3 separate regions of the Sus scrofa genome follow, and all the other regions are linked to region 3. The links are chromatin contacts, called in public HiChIP or PLAC-seq maps. All regions are on one chromosome and are shown on one strand. The core of a region is the stretch at or near the end of the contact, and the rest is flanking DNA. Distances in the headings are between cores, read along the strand shown.

Evidence for each region. HiChIP or PLAC-seq counts read pairs in DNA pulled down with a chosen protein or histone mark.
Region 1: an H3K27ac HiChIP or PLAC-seq map of alveolar macrophages shows a contact between it and region 3. The contact joins two enhancer-like sites. A contact is called at or near these places in 1 of 47 Hi-C or Micro-C datasets (skeletal muscle) and 1 of 2 datasets of contacts at active chromatin or transcription factors (alveolar macrophages).
Region 2: a contact with region 3 is called in an H3K27ac HiChIP or PLAC-seq map of alveolar macrophages. The contact joins two enhancer-like sites. A contact is called at or near these places in 1 of 47 Hi-C or Micro-C datasets (fibroblasts) and 2 of 2 datasets of contacts at active chromatin or transcription factors (alveolar macrophages and skeletal muscle).

The regions. Positions count from the first base shown.
Region 1 is chr13:110,126,239-110,130,166 of Sscrofa11.1, forward strand. The region is part of intron 5 of LOC106507999 (a long non-coding RNA gene); the gene reads left to right. Among named protein-coding and RNA genes, the nearest start is that of TNIK, 76 kb to the left of the region's middle. Within about 2 kb of position 2,318, at least 10 of the 83 cell types and tissues checked have an H3K27ac peak or open chromatin away from gene starts, as enhancers often do. A contact at or near this core is called in alveolar macrophages, where this site is marked.
Region 2 is chr13:109,812,369-109,816,344 of Sscrofa11.1, forward strand. All of the region lies in intron 3 of TNIK (TRAF2 and NCK-interacting protein kinase), which reads right to left. Among named protein-coding and RNA genes, the nearest start is that of SLC2A2, 200 kb to the left of the region's middle. Within about 2 kb of position 2,418, at least 6 of the 83 cell types and tissues checked have an H3K27ac peak or open chromatin away from gene starts, as enhancers often do. A contact at or near this core is called in alveolar macrophages, where this site is marked.
Region 3 is chr13:109,970,376-109,973,979 of Sscrofa11.1, forward strand. The region is part of intron 1 of TNIK (TRAF2 and NCK-interacting protein kinase); the gene reads right to left. Among named protein-coding and RNA genes, the nearest start is that of TNIK, 80 kb to the right of the region's middle. Within about 2 kb of position 1,331, at least 2 of the 83 cell types and tissues checked have an H3K27ac peak or open chromatin away from gene starts, as enhancers often do. A contact at or near this core is called in alveolar macrophages, where this site is marked.

The DNA of each region.
Region 1 (3,928 bases), core at 1,068-3,567, 160 kb after region 3:
CAGTCATTCAGTTCCAATGGGTCTCTGACTGAACTGACACTCTTTATTTTTAAAAAAAATGTATTTACATTTGCCCAATAGATACAGTACAGATACAAAGGAATGCTATGCAACAAAAATAAATGACTGCAGATAACTGTGTAGTGACAAGCAAAGGAGGTTATAAAAAGAGTATAACCCTATTATTATTTTAAAAATAGAATTAAAAAAGACTGGAAAGATGTCTCAGGAGTTAACTCTGGTGGTCAAATTATAGAAAAATTCCCCCCTTTTTTCCTATCCGAGTTTTTGAACTTATTTACAAGTAGGCATATATTGCCTTTAAAGTAAGAAAAGGCAAAATAATTTAATTAAAAAATTTCACTTTAGGAGTTCCCTGGTGGCTCAGCAAGTTAAGGTTCTGGCATTGTTCTTGCAGTGACTCTGCAGCAGCTCAGGTCACTGCTGTGACACAGATTAGATCCCTTGCCCAAGAACTTTCGTGTGCTGAGGGCATGGCCAAAAAAATATTTTTAATTCTAAGAAACATTCTCTTTCACGAAATATGAGTATAAACTATATATAATTTTGTTACCTGCATTTAAGCATTTTCCAAGTTATTAAAAACTTCATAATAATTATTTTATCATATAAACACACCATGCTTCTTTGTCTCATCCCCAATTGTTGGCTCTGTGTATTTACAACTTTTTACTCTTACGAATAATGCTGCAATAAATCTTTTTAATTCATTCGATTTGCCCACAGATTTTATCTTACCCCAGTTGCCTTCATAGGATTGAATTTTCCTTATATTAACATACTGGCATAAACATATTTTTCTTTCTTACTATATACCAGTAAACTGAAACTGATTTTTTCTTTTTTTTAAATACGGACCCTCTCTCACACTAAGATTTTCTAGTAAGACTATTAGGCTTTTGAAATAGCAAGACAATTGTTGGTCACAGATTGGAGCCTTAGGTCATTCAGTCCTGTGTCTATGTACAGGGAGGTAGCTGAGACCCATAGAAGTGGAATGACGTGCAAGGGCACATAGTGAATTAGTGACCAAGGTGGAAAAGCAACTTTATAAATACTGCCCAAGGACTGGGAGCTTTGGAGGATTAGGAAGCAGCAAACAACGATAGGGCAGAAGATAGAGAGTTGCCGGTATAGTGCAGTGGATTAATGATCTGGCTTGTCTCTGTGGAGGCGCAGGTTCGATCCCTGGCCCAGTGCAGTGCGTTAAGGATCTGGCATTGCTGCAGCTGTGGTGTAGGTCCCAGAAAGGGATTTGATCACTGGCCTGGGAACTTCAATATGCCCTGGTGCAGCCAAAAAAGAAAAAAAGAGAGAGAGAGAATGAAAAAAGACTTAGTTCTAGAAGGGGAAGGAATAGCAAGATGGGTAGGAGAGAGGGAAGGAGGTTTGATTAGGGAGGTAAAGAAAACTGAGTTCAAGGATGGCAGTGTAAAAAGAAAAAGTTAACATATAGAGACTTCGATGGAAAGGGTTCTCAACTTTGGTACTATTGGCATTTGGGCCAGATGATTCTTCGTGGTGTGCTATCCTGTGCATTGTAGGATGGTTAGCAGCATCTCTGGCCTCTACCCCCCAACATCCAGTAGCAACTGGGGCCCCCAGTTGTGAGACAACCCAAAATGTCCCCAGACATAGCCAAAAGTCCCCTGGGGCAAAATCACACCAAGCTGAGAAGCATGGCTGTGTGTTATTGTTCTCTGATGCCACTACTGGAGAAACACCTCCCCCATTTCTTATTTTACTGGAAAGGAATCTAAAACATCTCCTGAAAGAGGGAATTGGAAGCAAAACATTCACATGCAGTTTATAGAATGTCCCCAAACAGAAAGGCAAGGAGAGAAAATCATTAAATAAAGCCCATTTTTCTGACAAATAAAATGAGACCGGAAATATAGAATTTGCTTTAGGCACTGGGATGAGTCAGAGAGAAACCAGTAAGAGAAACATGAACTTAGCTTCTGACCTTTAGAAAAGAAGAACAATTTCATCACTAACCCTTCCCCAATTTAATCCTGGATCTTTGTGAGAACAAGGAAGAAAATCTCCACTAGGAAATCTGCTGTGGAAGCTAATGAAATGTCAGGAATTGGAAGTAACAGGCAGAAATTTTTCCTTTCTGTTCTGAAGGACAAAAGCAAAGGGTGGAAAGAGTTAGAGTCTCTGATTCAAAAAAAATAAATAAAAAAAATTAGCCATTGTTAACCAAGCATTATAAAGTGCCTTATATACACACTCTTTCCCTAGAGCCCACATCAGCCCTTGAGTCAGGTCCTATTTTTATCACTTGACAGATGAGAAGCTAAGGGTCAGAAGTTAGGTAACTTGCCCAAGGTCAGTTAGCCAGGTGATGAGATTAAGATTTCAAACCAGGCTTGTCTGATTACCAAGGCAGGGCAGTAAACTGTCAGCACCCCTCCCCTGCCATCAACAGCCTACTCCTATAAGATTGCTACTCAGTCCCACTTCAGGGTGTTTTCTTAAAAAGAAAAAACCATAGTTCACCTCACCATGATCATGGGCAAGAGTACTGGGCACTTCACTGGGCACTTCCTGTAACAAGAGTCTAACCTGGAGGCTCTTTCCCAGGAGTTCACCTGCATCTGAACTGTGTGGGAAGAGCAACAGAATATGTCTCACTAGGTGCTATCAGAGTCCGGTCCCCAGCTGGTACCCATTCTAGTCCTCTGGCTGCCTTTCACAAAACACAAAGCTATCTCCCCAGCTCCAGCCCCGAAGAGCCACAGCTGCCCTGGCCCAGCTGGCCTGCTCTCCTCCTGGCACAAAATGCAGTGATTCCTTCTTTCACAAACACAATTAGAGCATTTCTGTCAGACTTTTTAAAAGACTTTTTTTTTTTTGATGTAAAAAGAATGAAATAATGCCATTTGCAGCAACATGGATGGACCTAGAGATCATCACGCTAAGTGAAATTAAGTCAGACAAGACAAATATGATATGATATCACTTATCTGTAGAATCTTAAAAAAATGATACAAATGAACTTATTTACAAAACAGAAATAGACTCACAGACATAGAAAACAAACTTATGGTTAGGAAAAGGGAAAAGGGGAGGGATAAATTAGGAGTTTGGGATTAGCAGATACATACTACTGTTATATAAATTAGATAAATGTCAAGGACTTACTGTATAGCACAGGGAACTATATTCAATATCTTCTAATAACCTATGATGGAAAGGAATTTGAAAAAGAATAGATATATATGTATAACTCAATCATTTTGCTATATACCTGAAACTAACACAACATTGTAAATCAATGATACTTCAATTAAAAACAAGACTGTATTTTAGATAAGTTTTAGATTCACAGCAAACTTTAGGTGAAGGTACAAAGATTTTCCATAAACCCTCTGCCCCCACATGTTATCAACACTTCCACAAGAGAAGTGCATTGGCTATAATTTATGAACCTACATTGACATGATATAATCACCCAATGTCTGTAGTTCAAATTAGAATTTATTTTTGGGGTTGACTTTTTAATTTCTTAAGAACTTTTGGAATTGTGTTTGGGATTTTTAAAAAGAGCTACTATGGTGTTGTATTTTAAAAGCAATTTTGTTTCCACTGAGGGAGGGCTTCAGGAGGCAAGAGCTGGTTTTCAAACCTTTCCCTTCAAGCAGAAATATTCTGTGAGTTCTTGGGGTATGCAGTACAGATATCACATGCCTTCCGTGCATGGTTCCCAGGATGACAAATAGATATGTTGAGGATAATAACAGTAACAACAACAAGAAACAATGTAACCTGCTTACTCTGAGTCATGTACTCTTAGACATGAGCCATACACTTTTACACTTTTACACATGAGCAAACTGAGGTCCAGAGAAGTTCAGTCACTTGTCTGAGGTCACACAGCTAAGAAGTACAAAACCTTAAA
Region 2 (3,976 bases), core at 1,168-3,667, 160 kb before region 3:
CACATTTAGCCTCCATGCCTTGGCACAGGCTGTTTCCTTGGCCAGGAACATTTTCATCTGATTGTCCTCCTGGGCTTAATTACTACCCCTCACTGCCATATCAAACTTTATCAGTAACTTTATTTATGAATTTTATGACGATTATAAAATGGATTAGTTTTACTTACAAGTATTTAGAGCAACGTTGTATTACTCTGAGCACCCCTTCAGGCAAAGGACCACTTTTTCATCTTTTTTTTTTTTTTTTTTTTGCTTTTTAGGGCCGCACCCACAGCATATGGAGGTTCCCAGGCTAGGCGTTGATTAGAGCTACAGCTGCCGGCGGCCTACGCCAGAGCCACAGCAACTCGGGATCTGAGCCACGTCTATGACCTACACCACAGCTCACGGCAGTGCCAGATCCTTAACCCACTGGGCAAGGCCAGGAATTGAATCTGCAACCTCATGGTTCCTACTTGAATTCGTTTCCGTTGCGCCACAATGGGAAGGAACTCTTTTTCATCTTTGAATTTCTAATGTCTGTCATAAAGTAGGTGTTTTGTAAAGTTTATCAAATAAATTAATAAAAAATCATGCTAAATTAAACACTAAATAGCCTATATTAATTGAGGACCTATGGCAATGTGGTTAACAGGATGAACTTCAAAGATAGAGTTAAAATACCCAGGTTGAAATATTCACTGCACCATCTGCACCTTAACATTAAACAAGGTACTTAATGCACCTAGTTTTTTCATCTCTATAAGGGGATTAATAATGGAGTTTGGTGGCTGTTGAGGGCATTCAGTAAATCAAGATATGGAAAGTATTTTAAAAAGTGCTGGCTCATAATAATCACTCCATCAATGTTTTCTGCCACTATTATTATTTTGGGCTGGAATATAAAAAATAACCTAGAGAGGCACTTTGCTTAATGATTAAATAGGTTTTAAATATATCCACTATAATGATACGGTCTCATAATAATATATTTCTCCCGTTTTTACCTGCCCAGCATCTTTCCTACCCTTTGCTTTAACAGCTCTCAGGTTTTTCTTTGGGGCATCCTTCTTCCCAACTCTCAGCCCCTATGGTAGGTTCCAGGGCCAGGCATCCAACCCTGACATGGCTGAAGAGAAACATGAATTGGTTATGGGGTGGTGACATGGCCCAAGCTGAGCCACTGATATTCAGACTGGCATTTGCTGGGACTAAGGGTAATGGAGTAATTAGAACATGAACCTGAAGCTGCTAGTGGAAAGAAAGCAGAGCCCAGAATTGGAGAGAAATAAAATTCCTAGTCAATCAGGTGACTTCCTAGATCCTGCTGAGCTTTTTTTTTTTTTTAAATATACGCAGGACAATGAATTCTGTTTTCAGCTTTATTCATTCTGAGCGGGGCTTTGGTACCACAACTCAGAGTGTCCTGAGGAATATGATCGCAACCAGGCATTGTAAAGATGGAAGCTTAGCATACTAAGTTATTATGTTGTTAAGTCCTATATGGGGTCCAAGGTATCACTGTAAAGGGACTAGTTTACACCAGGAATTTTTGTCCAAATGAAGATGGGGATTATTTGCAGGGTTATTAAAGAATCATAGTCTCATCCTACTCAGTGACCAGTAAGCAAGAAATACAAGACCCTAGAAAACTGTTCTCTAACTCTGATGCACATGAAGCTCTTTCAGCAGCAGAAAAGGCAACCTCTGAGGCTCCACCCAGGACTCTTCAGCAAGCCCAGGAATCTGCATTCCTAATGAACATCCCAGGGGTGCTGATAGTCCACAGATGCTGCTCGTCCACTTCGAGTAACATTACCCTAAAGGGTCTAATTTTGTTTAGATGATTAGAGTACACAAATCCAGCTGGGAAGGAATCCCCCAAAGCGACAAAATGCAGAAATTCTCATAATTATTTCAGAAACTGAAAGAACTTCAAAGACTGAGTCTGAGTTTAAGGCCTAATTCTGAAGCAAATATTAGCAAATGTGGAAGCATCTCAGCTCTAAAAACTGAAGAACATAAGCATTATATCTAGTTTTATCCATGGCTATTTTCTTTTAAAAAAGGAAGTGGTAGAGAATAAAAACAATAATTAAAAAATTGATTTCAAGATTACAGTTTTATCAATTTCATTACAATAAACTATAGTAACTTTGCAGAAGATCACTGCAAACAATTAACAAAGCCGACCTTTGAGAATTCATCTCAGAGCAGCTATAATGAGCACAATTATAATAATTGGTAAGAAGCTTTTGCAGCGTTCCATAATACACAAAAGACAACATGGTAGAATGAAATAGATTGTTTTCTGAGGATACCACATGAGTTTCACAAAGGAAATCTTATGTTGACTGTGATATGTAAGGGGTGATACAAGAGTCATTTGATGATGTATCATACACCATGGGAAATAAGAAAACCATTTCCCGATGTGTATCCATGTTTGTCTTTGTCAAGAGTCAGTGGTTACGTAATGGGCAATATGTGCCTAAATCAGGGAACTAGCCAGCCCTTTCAACAGAAATTCCTCAAGAGAATTAAGCCTAAATACTATAAAGCATCCATTGTGTGCAATGGATTGACACTCCTATGCATTGAAAATGATGCTAGCTCTGTATCATCCTTGAGAATTGAGAAAATAGTCTTTGAATCATTTTCTTTAGGCCTCAGTTGCCTTATGGAATCCGTTTAGAGAGGCTAAGTGACTCTCCTTAAACTAAAAATACAAATACTGGGATAAATCGCTGTGCAACTTTTATGATTCCAAGGAAGGTGGTCTAGCAATAGTATATGGTTCTCTGAGCTATTTTAGGTCTCACAAATAGAACCAGAACAAGTGATATTCAGTGCTTTCAAGTCATACTTTGTGCGTCAATATACAGCTTTGTGCACACTCGTGCTCTGTGATTAATGATGTCCTGGAACTCAGCTGCAGTTCTGCAGGACCACATAATAGAACTTTACAGCATGAATGTCTTGGATGCCATCCATATCCATTAGTTGTGCAACTGCCAAGTGCATCACATTATTGGAGATCCTATTCAATCCAAGGAAAATACAGTAGTATGACTTCAGCAGAATTGCAAAATAAATTCTAACTTGTTTTGTGGTGAGAGCTCTGCAAAAGATTTACACATTTCTAATGGGTTTCTATGCAGAGAATGATAATATCTGATTTGACTTTTTTTGTGTCAGACCCTACTAATTAACAAACAATACAAGCATCCATTCTCCCTTCATTCCTGACTAGTAATAGAACTCCAATTACCTGGACACATTGGTAGAATCAGAGACTACATTTCCCAGTTTCCCTTGTGGCTAGATAGAGCCAATGAAAGCATAAGTAAGCAGAAATGCTATACGTAAGTAGAAAATATTTTACTGGAAGAGGCTGTCTTCTGTACCCTTCTGCCCTCACCGACTCCGCCCCTCCCCACCTCCTACTCCCCTTTTTCTAGCCTGCCAAAGAATGTGATCAATGGAAATCCAACAACCACCTCTAGTCTTGGAACTGACCTTAAGTGTGGAAGCTGTGTGTTAGAATGATGGAGCAGATAAAAACACCCTCCTATGCCACCACATCACTGCTATACATTCCTGGGCTGTCGACTCTAGATACCTTTAGCATCAGAGAGCCTAACACCTCCATCACACCGAAGCCTCTGTTATTTTGAGCTTTCTCTTGCAAGTGGCAGAACCTAAACCTAATTAAAATAAACTACATGGATTTTCTTATTCAGTAAAGGCCAGGTGAATTAATAAATCAACTGGGATTAAATATTAGAACTGGCTTGCAACCTCTGAGACTGGAACAATGTATTTATGACAAATATAAGTATTACGTTATCAAGTGCTTATAAACATATGGGAACAAAATTTTTTACTTGTTAAAAAAGCATATAAATTTTAAAATGCATATAATTTAAAGAGAAATTCTGATAAATAATAAGGAAAGGAAGGAAGTCAACACAATGTGTGATATAAATAAAAAATA
Region 3 (3,604 bases), core at 81-2,580:
CTCAATAGTGGAGAGGGAATCTGGGTGACCCATCACAGCATCCACAAGCATTGCGGCTAGAAATGAGCACCCACCTAGAACCGGAAGAGAAGTCTCTAAGCATCTACCTTCCATAATATACTGACAGTAGTAAGACAAAATGGCACAACCAGCTTCATGGTGTTTCCAAAGGGGGGCTATCTGAGATCCTACAAAGCACAAGGCAGAAATTGTTTTGGGACATTTGAGCTTAGTCCCGGCTCTAAGCTTCCCTCTCCACTATCCCTCTAACCGAGCACCTAGAGAGTTGGATGTTTGTGAATGTTCTCTTACACAAATGCATGTACATGTGACTTTCTTGGGGAACAGTGACAAAGCTAGAACACTGCTAGCACTCAGCTGTGTTCTCCATTCTTGCAGGACTCTAATTTCTCCCATGGCTCACCAATGACCTCAATCTCTTTGTTTCTAATGTTCTCTTCTCAACCTGTCCTGGCTATTCCCTTTGAGGCATTTACACTGCTGAGCACTGTGATGCTTGTTGAAACCGACCTCTCCTTTGTCTTCCATCATACCACTCAGCTTCTCATAGAGATTGTTTCTTCTGCCCATATCTTAAAAGTTGGCTGAGCCCAAGCTTCCATCCCCATCTTGTTCCCTAAGAACTAGTGATTTTTCTCTCTCAAAGTCCACCATATGCACTTACTCCACACTGTTCATACAATATACCCGCCTCCAATCTCTTGCTGGGATTGTTTACTTCCAATCAATTCTCTCCTCCTTTCAATCCATCCTTCTAATGGATCTTTCTAAACACAACATTTCTGAAATAGACATTTCTCAACACAACACGCCACGCTTTAAAATCCCATCCAATGTGGTTCGAATTCAAAGTCAAGGTCCTGTCATTTTTAGGCTCAGCCTTCAGTCCCAGCGTCATCTTCCATCGCTGTGTGCTAAAACCAACCACCTTAAACCTCACTTGCCTGATACATCACACTTGGCCATGGCTTTCTCCTTTAGTTCATAAGGTCTGCCACAGAGATTCTTCCTTCTACCATTCTCTATGAGGTAAGCCCATCCGTGAAGGTCCAGGGTGACACCTTCTCTGTGCAGCCTTCCTCAAATCAGTGCCCCACCTCAGTGCACCCAGAGCATGTTGTGCGTGGCTCTATGATAACTGCTTTCACACAACACTATTTGCCCTTCCATTTCTCTCCCCTGATGAATTATAAATGGCTCGAGAGCAAGCACTGGAGCATATTTATCTCAGTGTTTTCCAGCACTTATCATGGTGTCCGACACGTAACTGCTAGACATAACTATTTACTCAATGAGGTTGACATCCCACTTCCAGTGCTCCACAGCATATGTAGAGGAAGTTGCAAAAAAAGGAGCGGGAGGGGATCAGAATGTAGAGCCAAAGGTCTAACAAGCTTATGTCATTTCTTTTTCAATCTAGACAAAGCTGTCCCGGCCACTGCCCCTTCTGCACCCCCCAACTCGTCTCCCAACTGTACAAAACTTGTCACAGGCATAAGCTGCTACAGTATTCTCAGCTCTAAAGAAAATTCATAAAACCCGTTGGTGTAAGATGTGCCGCAGGTGCGTGGAGAAGACAGGCTGTCAGGATGTGACCATGTGCAATGCAAAAAGGAGAAGACTCTATGCTTAATAATCATGTTACAAAGACAGGAAAGCTAAGAGACAAGAATCAGCTTAATTCTCCTCTCATGTTTGCTTAGTGGCTCGTAAAGCCAGGACGGGCAGCATGGAAGAAGGTTACATACACCAAGGAGAAAAGAGCAAATCATTGACATTTACCAAAGTCAGAAATCCCTGTTGGCTACACATGCCTTTATTCAGATCTTAACCTTTGCTGGGAGGCTGAAAAGAAAATTTAATTCTAAGGTAGAGTAGTTTACATTATTTCATAATGAAATATAACGACGTATCAAAAGACAAGCTGTTCCATGAAAGAAAATGTAACTTCTCAGCAAGTCCTGATGAAGGCAAATTTGGTTAGTCGTAATAATAAAAACACAATAATCTCTGACATTTCATGATCCTTTAATGTGCCAGGCACTAGTCTAAGCATTTTCCATGAATAGGTTATTTAATGATCATAGTTCTATCAAGTGGATGTTATTGTGGTCTTCATTTTACTGTGGAGGAAACTGAGGCCCAGAGAGAGTAAGCTCCAAGTCAGAATCACACCACTGAGGGGTGGCTGAGCCAGGATGGGTGGTGGGTCAGATTCCAAACCCTGGGTTCTTAACCACTCACTACCTCATCTGCTTCATGGAATCCGCATTCCCGGCCCTTGATTTACCACTTGCTAGCTCTCCAGCCTTGGGCAAATTTTCAAAACTACCCTAAGTCTCAACTTCTTCATCTTTAAAACGGGGACTATATTATCTCCCAGACAGGGTTACTGTGAAGACTGTGAAAGTGTCCAGTCTAGCTCAGGGCCAACAAATACTAACTTCTTTCCTTCCTTTTCTTTTTCCCTGGGAAAGAGTTCATTTAATAGACAACTCAGTCTATATTTCATCTATTTTCAACTAATAAAGCCAGCAAAAGAAAAACCTAGTGTTTGTCAACCAAGATCACCACACACTTAACAATCAGGGTCAGATATTTGTGGACAAACAAGTGTCTCTTTAGAAATTAGTGACACAACTTGGAAGACACATTAATTTCTTTGGGTTCCTGGGATGCTGGAATAAATTCTGTCTCTCAGCTGATGAAATTCAGGTGGCATCAGCAGGCTCAAGTCTGACTTCTCAGCAGGGTGGAGTGATTTAAGATCTAGGAGTTAATATTCTCAGTCACTGAGTTATACTTTAATTCTTCCAGGTCCCCTGAATGACACTGGATTTATTGGAACACTAAATAACATCGCTGGACTAAATCCCCAATACTGAAAAAGGCAAACCTAAGTATTCAACTAAGACGACTACCTGCTCAGCATCATAAAAGATGTTACGTATTCTACCCAGCCCCTTCCCCTTTCTCTGAAGATGAAATCAAGAGAGAAATTGTGAGGGATCATAGCAATAGTTTGCACAGACTCTAGACAACCCTTCTCCCAAACTCCTCTTAAAGACATGGCCGATCTCTGGCGGATCTTTCACTTGAGGTCACCAGCTCTGTGGCAGGGTGAAATAAACCCCCGCAGAATGTGGATGGCTGATATAGCTCCCAAAATGACTACCTACCCCCAGATTCCCTACTGACATCTGCCAAAAGACTGTGCTTACTCTAAACTTATGGGTCTTAAAAAGACCAAAATGTTATTTCTCTTAGAACCATATTTAGCAGCTGTTTTGTTCAGTTTCAGCCCTAACTGACAAGCATATGCTTACAAAAGCAAAACAGAACAAAGAAAACAGGAACAGTAGGAGAACTCTCCACATTTATCTTGAGCCTTCAGGCTTTTCAACACCATCGTTATTCCAAAGTAAGTACAGAGCTGGGAAACATTTGCTGACGCAACACAACATCCCCCAATTCTAGTCCATGCTGCACTCACAGCCAAGTAAGATCCCTTGAATCATTGTTCACTGACCTTTCCTACTAATGCAGGGGTCTGAGGAGCCAAAGGTCCTGCCCTCCACAGAGG